2 separate regions of the Sus scrofa genome follow, and region 1 is linked to region 2. Evidence: chromatin contacts called from public Hi-C data. All regions are on one chromosome and are shown on one strand. Each heading gives the region's core, a stretch centred on a gene start, on an enhancer-like site or on the middle of the called end of the contact. The rest is flanking DNA. Distances are from core to core; before and after follow the strand shown.

What was found. A called contact is a pair of places that touch in the nucleus more often than the background predicts.
Region 1: a Hi-C map of skeletal muscle shows a contact between it and region 2, with 6 times the contacts expected there. The contact joins two enhancer-like sites. A contact is called at or near these places in 3 of 47 Hi-C or Micro-C datasets (embryonic fibroblasts, heart right ventricle and skeletal muscle).

Annotation. Positions count from the first base shown.
Region 1 is chr7:26,818,136-26,823,657 of Sscrofa11.1, reverse strand. It overlaps the pseudogene LOC106504380. Among named protein-coding and RNA genes, the nearest start is that of MLIP, 19 kb to the right of the region's middle. Within about 2 kb of position 2,092, at least 7 of the 83 cell types and tissues checked have an H3K27ac peak or open chromatin away from gene starts, as enhancers often do. A contact at or near this core is called in skeletal muscle, where this site is marked.
Region 2 is chr7:26,457,649-26,463,033 of Sscrofa11.1, reverse strand. All of the region lies in intron 10 of TINAG (tubulointerstitial nephritis antigen), which reads left to right. Among named protein-coding and RNA genes, the nearest start is that of TINAG, 63 kb to the left of the region's middle. Within about 2 kb of position 1,458, at least 4 of the 83 cell types and tissues checked have an H3K27ac peak or open chromatin away from gene starts, as enhancers often do. A contact at or near this core is called in skeletal muscle, where this site is marked.

The sequences.
Region 1 (5,522 bases), core at 843-3,342, 360 kb before region 2:
CTTCCATAGCGTCCTGGTTTTACCCGACTCTTCTTGAGATGGCTTCTCATGTTCTGGAAGAGGGCGCTACCACTGCGCTAGTTTTACATTTTCAAGAGACGCTCTGCGCCCTCCAGCTTCTCCTCAGCCAATTTGCAGAAAAAGTGGCTCACGCTCTCCAGAGCCACATCATTGCTGTTGAAATAGAGACGCAGGGAGAGGTAGGTGTGGGAGGCCCTCAGATGCATCGATCAGGCAGTTGAGGAAGGCCTCCAATTCCGTGGAATAATTCTGACGAACCTGGGAGCTCATGGTTGATCCCTAATAAGGAGTTAAGTTCAAAAAGTAGTGTTGGCTGGTCTCAGAGACCAGAGATAGCTGAGTGGCTGATTCCGAGGGTTGCAACTGCAAAAAAAAAGGTTGGAGGGTAGTCGGAAGCTGGAGCAAGAGTCACCCCTGGGTCTTTTCTGTCCAAACACTGTTGAAGCAGGGACAGATCCTGGGGACAGCCCAGTGCACTGCCCATTTGTGCAATACTTTACATCTTTTTTTGTAAGACATATACAGTGTGATCAATAAAAAAAACAGGACTTAGGAGCCCTATGATGCTCTTCTCCCCCCCCCCCACTTTAAAAGTTTTATTGATGTATAATTGATTTAGAATGTTGTGAAAATCTCTGTGTACAACAAAGTGATTCAGCTATATGCATACACACATCCATCCATGCTTTTTCAGATTCTTTTCCCATGTAGGTTATCACAGAATATTGGGTAGAGTTCCCTGTGCTATACTGCAGCTTCCTGTTGGCCAATCGATCCATATACCACAGTGTGCGTATTTCAACCCCAAATTCTCAATTTATCTCCCCCCCCCCCCCGCCTGCCTCCTTTGGTAACCAGAAGTGTGTTTTCAGTCTGTGATTCTGTTTCTGTTCTGGAAATGAGTTTATTTGTATCCTTTTTTTTTAAGAGCCCACATATATTATCTTATGTCTTTCTCTGTCTGACTTCACTTAGTATGATAATCTCTAGGTCTGTGTTGAAAATGGCATTACTTCATTCTTTTCTTGGTTGAATAATATTCCATTGTATATATGTACTACATCTTCTGTATCTAGTCATCTGTTAACGGACATTGAGGTTGCTTCCATGTCTTGGTTATTGTAAATAGTGCTGCGGTGAACTTTGGGGTGCATATATCTTTTCAAATTAGAGTTTTTGTCTTTTCTGGATATACGTCCAGGAATGGGATTGCTGGGTGTTTTTAGTTTTATGGTGGGGTATTCTGAATGGACTTAGTTTATCAAAGTAAGGAACAGAATTTAGGGAAGAAAGGAAGCTGAGGACTTACTAAGGCCAGCAGTTTCTATTTTTCTCTCAGCCACAAACCTGGGTAAATAATAGTTTTAGATTGATAAGTAGCAATAATTTCTTTTTTGGGGTAGGGGGCGCTGCACCCGTAGCCTATGGAGATTCCCACATTAGGGGTCAGATTGGAGCTGTAGCTGCCAACCTACACCACAGACACAGCAACGCCTGATCTGCACCTCGTCTGTGATCTACACCACAGCTCATGGCAATGCTGGATCCTTAACCCACTGAATGAGGCCAGGGATTGAACCTGTGTCCTCATGGATGCCAGTCAGATTCGTTTCTGCTGAGCCACAACAGGAACTCCTGATAAGTAGCAATCATTTCTTGTTTAAAAGTCCTTGTATTAATTACTTGTCTATTAATTGAAGCACAATTTCCACAAGCTTTGGCAGTTCCACTTTGGGACACATTTCCTGTTTGCTTTGGTCCTTGGAAATTGCTGCGGAGTTGAATTGATGACCTCCTCACGGGCACTTTACTGATTGAGTCCTGGGGGTGGGTGTTTGGTCGTGTCAACTGTAGTCATTAAATCTGGAGAAAGTTACCATCTCCATGGCTTTGGGGGCTGGATTCAGCCATAACGAGGTGAATGGAGGATCCCATAGATGGTTTTTGTTTATTTACAATTCCAAACAAGGAGTAATAGAATAAGAGGCTTGATGAGTTACTTTTTGTCCCCTGGGAAGAAGCTGTCTCAGACCTGGCTGACCTGATTCTGTGGATGACTCAGCCTCTGAAGGGCGTCTCATTCCGGAAAGTGAATCATGCAAGGGTAGGAAGCCACACGTGAAACGGGGAGACAGGGCTCCCCGGAGCTGTATTTAAGCTGATGTTTTACCACATTTTCTGTCTGTAATTCCTCAGATACGGCAGTTAGGTCAAGCCAGAGAGCTGTGCTTTTCTGCTGAGGACGTGGTCACCACGTTAACATCTCTCGCCCTTGATTGTGCCATTTGGAAGATGAAATTCTTGCATTTCCCAGATTTTGAATTCAGTGTTGCCTTGGAAATGTGTTCCTCACGGCCGAGGAGGGTTAGCTGCCTGGTAGAGGGGCAGCGGAACCCAGTTCCTCTTGCCACGCACTGGCTGCCCCAGAGTAAAGTTAGCAGCCTAGGAGACCAGCCTGCTAAGGGAGATATGTCAGTCATCAAACAGTTAAAGTGCTGTTGCCCCTCTTTGCTCTATGTTATGGGGAAGTTGTCTTCGGGGAAAAGTGAATGGTCTCTCCTTTTGCTTCCCACCTCAAGGTTTCTCTGACCCTCGCTGCTTTGACATTTGCCTCTTTGTGCCTGAAGCTGTCTCGTTATATTTTGCCTCTTTTCTGCTATCTGCTCCCAGCTCTTCTTCTCTTTCTCTCTCCTTAGAGTTTCCTTTGCTTCTCTCTCATTTCCTCTCAGATTGTCTGTCACTTTGATTTTTTATAAACACACAATTATTACTAGCAGATTACAGATTCTAATAAATGATGAGGGGAAATTGAGAATAGTTTCCTTTACGAATTTTCAGATCATTCTGTGTGTATGTGACTGAAACTTATTCATTTATTGAATGCTATTTCCTTAATCCTCCTCCCTAAATGAATAACTGAAATATACTTGCTCATAGTACCTCTTGCTCAGGTATCTCTCTTGCATAAATTCTCTGATGCAATCCTTTCCAGAAAACTTTGGAATTCTTTTTTCTTTTTTTATTTTGGCTTTTTTTAGGGCTGCAGCTGCAGCATATGGAAGTTCCCTGACTAGGGGTCAAATCGGAGCAATAGCTGCCAGCCTATGCCACAGCCACTGCAACTTGGGGTCCAAGCCATGTCTGTGACCTATATACCACAGCTCATGGCAATGCTGACTCCTTAACTCACTGAGTGAGGCCAGGGATCGAACCCAAGTCCTCATGGATACTAGTCAGGTTCCTTACCATAAGAACTTCCATCTCTGGAATTCTTGAGCAGATACATTTGCGTAGATAGTATTAGGATCTTGTGAAAAAAAAAATATGCTTTTTCAAGTGTGACTGCAGGGGACCCAGAGGCCAGCAGGTGTCAGGCTCACCCAGGAAAGGATCTGAAGATGGCTTCATCATGGTTTTTCTTTAAGACTGTGTTTGCTTTTTTTGAATGAATTTTTGAAGAACCAAAGTTAGGCTCTTGTTTGTTTTAAGGCAAACTCTAGGTTGGTTTAAAGAGAAAGTGGATCATCTCACACCCAAAGTAGTATACTGATTGAGAATTGTTTAATAGGTGATGTCGATTTTATTTTCACTTGCTGGCTACTTGATGGATGATGGGGGACAGAGCTCCCATAGCTGTCCCTTGCGGTCCCTACAGCAGTGTCCTCGCCCCTGGAGTTTTGGAGTTTGTCCTCCTCCGTGCCCACCACACACCCGCCCACCTTATTTTCTGAGGAGGAAAGAGAGATCTGGAAAAGAACTGTGAGAGACGCTCAGCCGTAAGGAAGAGGATCAAAGTTGGGACTAAACTTGAGCCGAAGCAGCTGGGTGATCATCAAGTCTGAATGCTGACCCCGCATGATTGGAGTCCGGAGCTCCTGGCAATGCCATTGACCTTGGGGCTTCTCTGTTCTGTTCAGATGTAGGGGGCACAAGCCGCATCAGACTGCAGAAGGCTGCCCAAGCCTAGGATTGTTCACAAGTGATTATCCTCAGTGCAATCCCCATAGTAACTGAGGGGGGCTGTCAGGCAGTCATCTGGCATCGTTTTTTCTCCTCGGGCGCCACAGCACTGCTGTCTGAGAGGGGCCTGGGGAACTTGCTGTTTACGTAGTAATCAGCTGGAGAGCACTTCTCTTTGCTGGTCTGTGCTTGGGAACGGACTAGCAAGCCGGAAATCAGCCCACGTCCACTGTCCTAGTTCCTGAAGGTGTCTGAAGGTGAAGGACACCGTGCCGTTTGCTGTGGGCTCCCCAAACCTGAGCAGGCTGCAGAGCTCTATGCCCAGCTGTGATGCTGACAGTGGCTTTTACAAAGGAGAGGGCTTGCCAAGCTCCCCGATGAAATGAAGCTCAACAGATTTGGAGACCAGCTTCAGGTGGGCCTCCCTAAGTGTTACCCTCCCTGGGCTTTCAAAGGTAATTTATGACTGTTACACATTTTTTGTTTGAATGTTGGTTTTTTTGGTTTTCTTTCATTTTTGTCAAATGGAATGGCTCTCTAAAGCAGAGGGCGCAGGTAACTTTGATAGAGGCAGCTGGTAGGACCGTCATCTAGCCGCTTAGGACCAGGTTGCTGGACAGGGAGTGCATTGCCTGGGTCTTTCTTAGAGGAAGAGCTTGCTGGCCAGCTGCAGGGAGTGCAGTGAGCAGACTAATCACGTACCCTTCTACGTCGGCCTCAGTGGCAGAACGCTTTGCCCTGTCTCCCTCCACGCAGGCAGCCACCTCCAGAGACTGACCTGAAGAAAGGGATTAAAGCCTGGCCAGCCATCTTCACCAGTGGGGACCAGCTCTGATGGCCCGACCCGCCGGAGCTCCCACTTGGATTGACCAGGCCTTGTTGGGCCTGCACTGAAGCTCCTCTTTTCCTTTCACGCAATCCAGCTCTGTGCCCTTCCTTTCACACCTGTTGACCCTCATTCATCTCAGCAACAGTTCTTTGGGAAACCTGATCCTCAACAATTAACCTCTTTGACTTAGAAAACTTTATAGCCCCATAAAATCAAATGCCTAAAAGCCTTTGGTGATCATTTCATTTTCAATATTTAAATAAAGAAAAGGATTACCTGTACACAGTTTTAGAAAAGAAAAAAGAGTAGTTATCTTGTACCAATACCATAAAAAGAGCTGTTATAAATTGACTCTCAACATAATCCATTTAACCACATTTTACCAGGGGGGAAAAAGATTCCTGAATTTTTTTGTTGTTGTTGTTTATGAATTGATTTTTTTTTTTTTTTTTTTTTTTTTTTTTTTTTTTTTTTTTTTTTGGCTGTGTCCTAAGCTTGGGGAGGTCCCAGGGTCAGGGATTGAACCCATACCACAGTGGTGATCTGAGCCACTGCAGTGACAACACTGGATCCTTAACGTGCTGAGCCACCAGGGAACTCTCCTGAATTCTTGATCTACAAGATGCTACATACCCTGAGAGTTTTCACATCCCTTTTTTTATGAATGAGTTGCCCTAATATTTTCATATATTTCTAGTTGTGCTTTGTGACT
Region 2 (5,385 bases), core at 209-2,708:
TGGAGTTCCATATCAGGTTCTCTTATGTATTTGTTCCCTGTTTTCCTCCAAAATTTCCTGTTCTATCATAAAATTTTTCACATGTCCACTCTTTAGAAACTTTGCTTTTTATCTGTCTGGCTCGCTGTCCACTAGCACAGAACTGCTCTGCCTAGAAAAAGAGTTTGAATTCTTGTCAGTCTATCAGGCACATACTGGGGCCCCAGAAGTAGCAAATCATCAGAAGCATGGAGACATTTTGATCTACTTGACTATAGTGTTAACATACCTACTATCAATATAAAATAAAACTTTCTTTTCTTCTTGTAACTCCAGATCCTTAGCTGAATGTGAGATATGCTTTAAAAAATTTGATTCCTAATCCATGTGATCTTGACATGTGAGCTAAAATAATAATTGTTCTTATCACAGAAAAGCTCCTGACTTGGCAGAGAGTCTTTTTTATTATTATTATTATTATTTTTTGCCTTTTTTTTTTAGGGCCACACCCACAGCATATGGAAGTTTCCAGGTTAGGGGTCAAATCAGAGCTACAGGTGCCTGCCTACACCACAGCCACAGCAACGCAGTATCCCAGCCACATCTGCAAACTTCATCACAGCTCGAGACAATGCTGGATCCTTAACCCACTGAGCGAAGCCAGGGATTGAACCTGCATCCTCATGGATCCTAGTTGGGTGTGTTAACTGCTGAGCCACGAAGGGAACTCCCTCATTATTATTATTATTATTTTAATAATTTCCTTGGTTCTTTCAGTATTTTACCTGTCAGACAGAAACCCTGAAAAGCCATGAATTCAAAGGTTAATATGCAGAACCACTATTAGTAGAGAGAACTCAAAAGGAGATGAATAAACTCTGTACTTACACTTAGGCAGTGATCAGTCCACCTGGTCATCAGGGACACATCTCTGTGCAGGGTGAGGCACGTCTCAACATTCGCTGCATTTGATGTCCCTCTCTACTCATTTAACCTTGAAATCCCGCAGTTGACCTTGACTCCTTCCCCCTTTCCATCAGTATAAATTAGCCAATAAATGCCATCCTCTTTATCTCCAAAAAAGCTCTCAAGTCTGTGCCTTCTTGTTCATTCCTATTGCCAGTGTACTTGCTCAAAAATATCTGTGGAGGGCTGCCTACGTCGCTTTTCTAGGTTGGCGACACAGCAGTTGTAAGAATGAGCAGCATTTGCTTTAGAGGGCTTTCCTTCTTATTCAGAGGGTCATCATGTCTTGCTTTAATGAAAACAGACAACATTCATCTTAAGCTTTCAATCGTCTCTCCCTGGAAACTTCCCCCGTGCTAGCACCAGAGTGGTCCCTATGAAAAACTCTCTGGATCAGGTTACATCCCATGGTTGGATGACTGTCACAACTTTGTAAATACCAAGCTTGGTAGCCTCAAGTGCTCTTTCTGAGCAGAGCCAAATCTGCTTCTCTAACTTTATTTCTGGCCGTTGCCATCGCTCCAGCCATACTGGACCAAGTGCTGCTCTAAGAATAGGCTGAGAGGAGGTTTCCAAGGCTCTCTTGTGACTTTGCCTTTATTGTACCTCAAATTCTACACTCCTGTTTCCAATTCCAGAAGAATTTCTACTCAACTCTGTGAAAGGAGTCATCTTGACCCTCCCGGTTAATTTCCTCATGTGCAACCCATAGAAAAATTGTAAAACATGATTTTATAAAAGTAGCAATTATAGAATTTAAATTATCATTATTATTTTTGTCTTTTTAGAGCCAAACCCATGGTATATGGAAGTTCCCAGGCTAGGGGTCGAATCGGCGTTATACCTGCTGGCCTACACCACGGCCACAGCATTGACAGATCCGAGCCACATCTGGACCTACACCATAGCTCATGGTATCGCTGGATCCTTGACCCACTGAGTGAGACCAGGGATTGAACCTGAGTCCTCATGGACCCTAATCAGATTTATTTCCACTGAGTCACAATGGGAACTTCTCAAATTATTTTTATACTTGTTTGTTTTTCATTTTCCAATGTCACTCCCATGAGATTATCAACTTTTTGAAGGCAAAAGAAGTATTTTCTTTGTACTAAACAAGTTTGCACATGAAAAAAGATGAATACACAGTGATATACTAGAGATTCTGTGCTTTTGTTTTCCAAAGTGATTATTTATGTGAATATATATATTACTTTAAAAAGTTGTATATTCAATTTTCTCTTACTTACCATTTCTAATATGATCACCACTGGATCTATGGACCTCAATGGCAAAATCAAACAAAACCAAGGGAGAGGAAAAAAAATTTTTAATCTTATACGAAGTACTTATTCAGTTCCAATGATTTTACTGTCTCGACAGAGCTCAAAATAGGGTTTTAAGAAGTCTACAATTGTTTAGCACAGTTATCTGAAAAGAACAGTATCTTTTTAAAAATGAAGATGCATAAAGATAGCCGTAACCTTAGCCGTACAATATCTTACATCATTCTTTAATGCTTTACTCTGCAGAATGTATGGTCTCTCCAAGAAATATTTCGTAAAAGAGTAGTATTCCAGAACTACCTGAAAACGAGGATATAAGATGAATCCGGAAGGAGAGGCTCAAATGCTCATGTGCTTGAAGTGAGAGCTGTGTCCATAGGCTCAGTGTGGGAGTTATCGGTCCTCAGGCATCCCCAGGGAATGTGGTCCATGGACTATGAAGTTCCCGGATTTTTCAATACCAGAATTTCCTCAGGAGTCACTGAGCAAATAGTGGAAACAATTTAATTTAACCATGTAGAAAATAATGGAAAGAACAGTGCAAGTTCATATGACGTTGAATCCCTTGAGGTAAAACAAGCCACTATTAAGGTCTCTCCAGCTTATAAACCTGTGGTACAGTGGTTTTAGATGAACAAGGTTAAGGAAGCAGTCTTGGCAGAGGAGTGTCAAAGCTCTGGTCCATCTAAACAAATGCTTGTGACTAGTCCTCAAATCGAGGCGGGATAAGGGATGGAAAGAAGAGTATCAAGCGTGAATACCAACGAGAGACAAATACGAATGAGCAAATATGAACAAGAGACACAAAGACACCTGATGTCTACGAGATGATATTCGTGAAAAAAATAAGCTTATTTCTAAAATTTTCAGCCTGTGGTAAAAGTCGAATACCACAATTCAGGAAAGCACATTATATATTATACACATAGTATATAGTATATAACACATATAATTATATTATATTATATTATTATTATTACATATTGGGGAAACACATGAAGGGAATCATAGGTCAAATATAGAAGATCTCTCTTCTATAAATGAATAGTATAAATAGTCTTCCTGATTTGTACTAGTTAAGCTTTATCTTTGTTAGATAAAAGTTTTCATTACATAAATGTACCATGATACCAGTGGGAAATAACCTGGAATCAAGTGATTTTCTCACTTGTTTAGAGCGTGGGATATTAAAACAAAAAGATTGACTCATCTGTTTTTCTACCACACTTCTTTGCAGATTTATGGGAGATTTGATTATCATCTTAGGAAAGACAGAGGAAAGAAAAGTTAGCTGAAGGTCGCAGTGCAAACCTTAGAGCCTGTGATGGATGAACCTTGCCTGTCCTTTGACACAGAGGCTGTAACATAGGGGACTATACAGTAGCTTCTGCGGTGAGGTGTGATATTTTCTTTCCAACTAAATTTTGCATAAAGGTTAACACATTTTGTTTATAATTATTTTCACAAGCACCCAAGCCTCTGAAATTAGCAGCTTCAGCAGCCCTACTTTTCTTTTCATTTCTCACCTTTATTTGAGGGAGATTAACTTTTCTGCCCATTGTGAGAATATTTATAATAACTTGTTATTTATAATAACTTACATTCTCTCCTTGGGTTAGAAATGACTGGTACTTGAAATATTATATCTTAAAGTTAAAATAAATAGCAATACTTTGTTTGTTTGTTTGTTTGTTTTGCTTTTTAAGGCCGCACCTGCAACATATGGAAGTTCCCGGGCTAGGGGTCAAATTGGAGCTACAACTGCCAGCCTACATCACAGCCACAGCAATGACAGATCTGAGCTGTGTCTGCAACCTACACCACAGCTCATGGCAACACCGGATCCTTGACCCACTGAGTGGCCAGGGATCAAACCCACATCCACATGGACACTATATCAGTTTTTAACCTGCCGAGCCCACGAGAGGCATTCCAATCCTCCCAATCCTCTCTTTTGATGAAGGCTTACTTACTGGATCAAGCTTGTTGTGTCCAGATACCTCTTTCTTGATTGGAAGTTCTTTCTTACCAGGCTCCTTAGTAGCTTAAGCAGGATTTATCTCAACTTCTCACCATGTATGGTGGGACCTTAGATTAGGGGAACTTCTCCTGCCTATATTATTTTGGAGTGTCAAATGGTCCCTTAGAGTCTTCTGAGTTAGTCTTGTATTTTGTGGAAATAGCTAAGGGAACTAGCAGTCAGTTTGACTGAGAAATACAGGTATCCCGAAATTGTCATGATAGCCATGATGACTAGAAAATGAGCAACTCCAGGTGTCGTGATCTATTGCTTGTAATACATAATGAGCTTTGAAGATTTTGGGGGCACACAGTGTGATTGGTAACTTTTTTTCAATGGTGGTAGCATTTTTAGAAAAGTTATAAGGATGCAAGTGCAATTATAACACTGCAAAATGATTTTGAAAATGGACCAGTTTGAACTTAGACATTAAAGCACCCAGGATATTTGAAACATTAAAATGTTCCAGCCTACTCCTCTGTGCAGCAGGGAACTCAAAAAGACATGGAAATCAGGGCAATAATAAAGAATCAGGGACAAAATAAAGAATTGTTCTTTAGTGTTTCCTAACTCCCAAATCACTTTTTCCCCCTCACTCTTGCACCAAGTGCACCCAATGCATTAATACGTTTTCTTGAATGCCCTAAGATCCTCACCTTAAACCTGTCATCTTTAGGCAACATCACTCTGCTATGGTGCCAGCCTTCTATTCTGTATCCTACAACACAGGGAACTATATCCAATCTCTTGGGGTAGAATGTGGTGGAAGAGAGTATGAGAAAAATAACTTATATACATGTATGATGGTGTCACTGGGCTGTACAGCAGAAATTGGCACAAAACTGTAAATCAACTATAAATTTAGAAAAAAACAAGCTTTCTGGAAAATGGACATATTGAAAATGTTTGAACAACAAATTTGTATCTCTTCTTTAGATGTTTGTTATGTAGAGGCATACCACTTTGGTGTTGAGATTTGGGGTATTAGGGATGGATAGATATGGGCAGAATTATTTTCTCAGAATTCATCAAAGTGCATGAACATAGCAGTTGATATGTTTTCTGCACATAGAACTGATGCCATTCAAGACACCTTGCATTTGGAGACTGTATATTTGTAGGAGAAGCAATGTA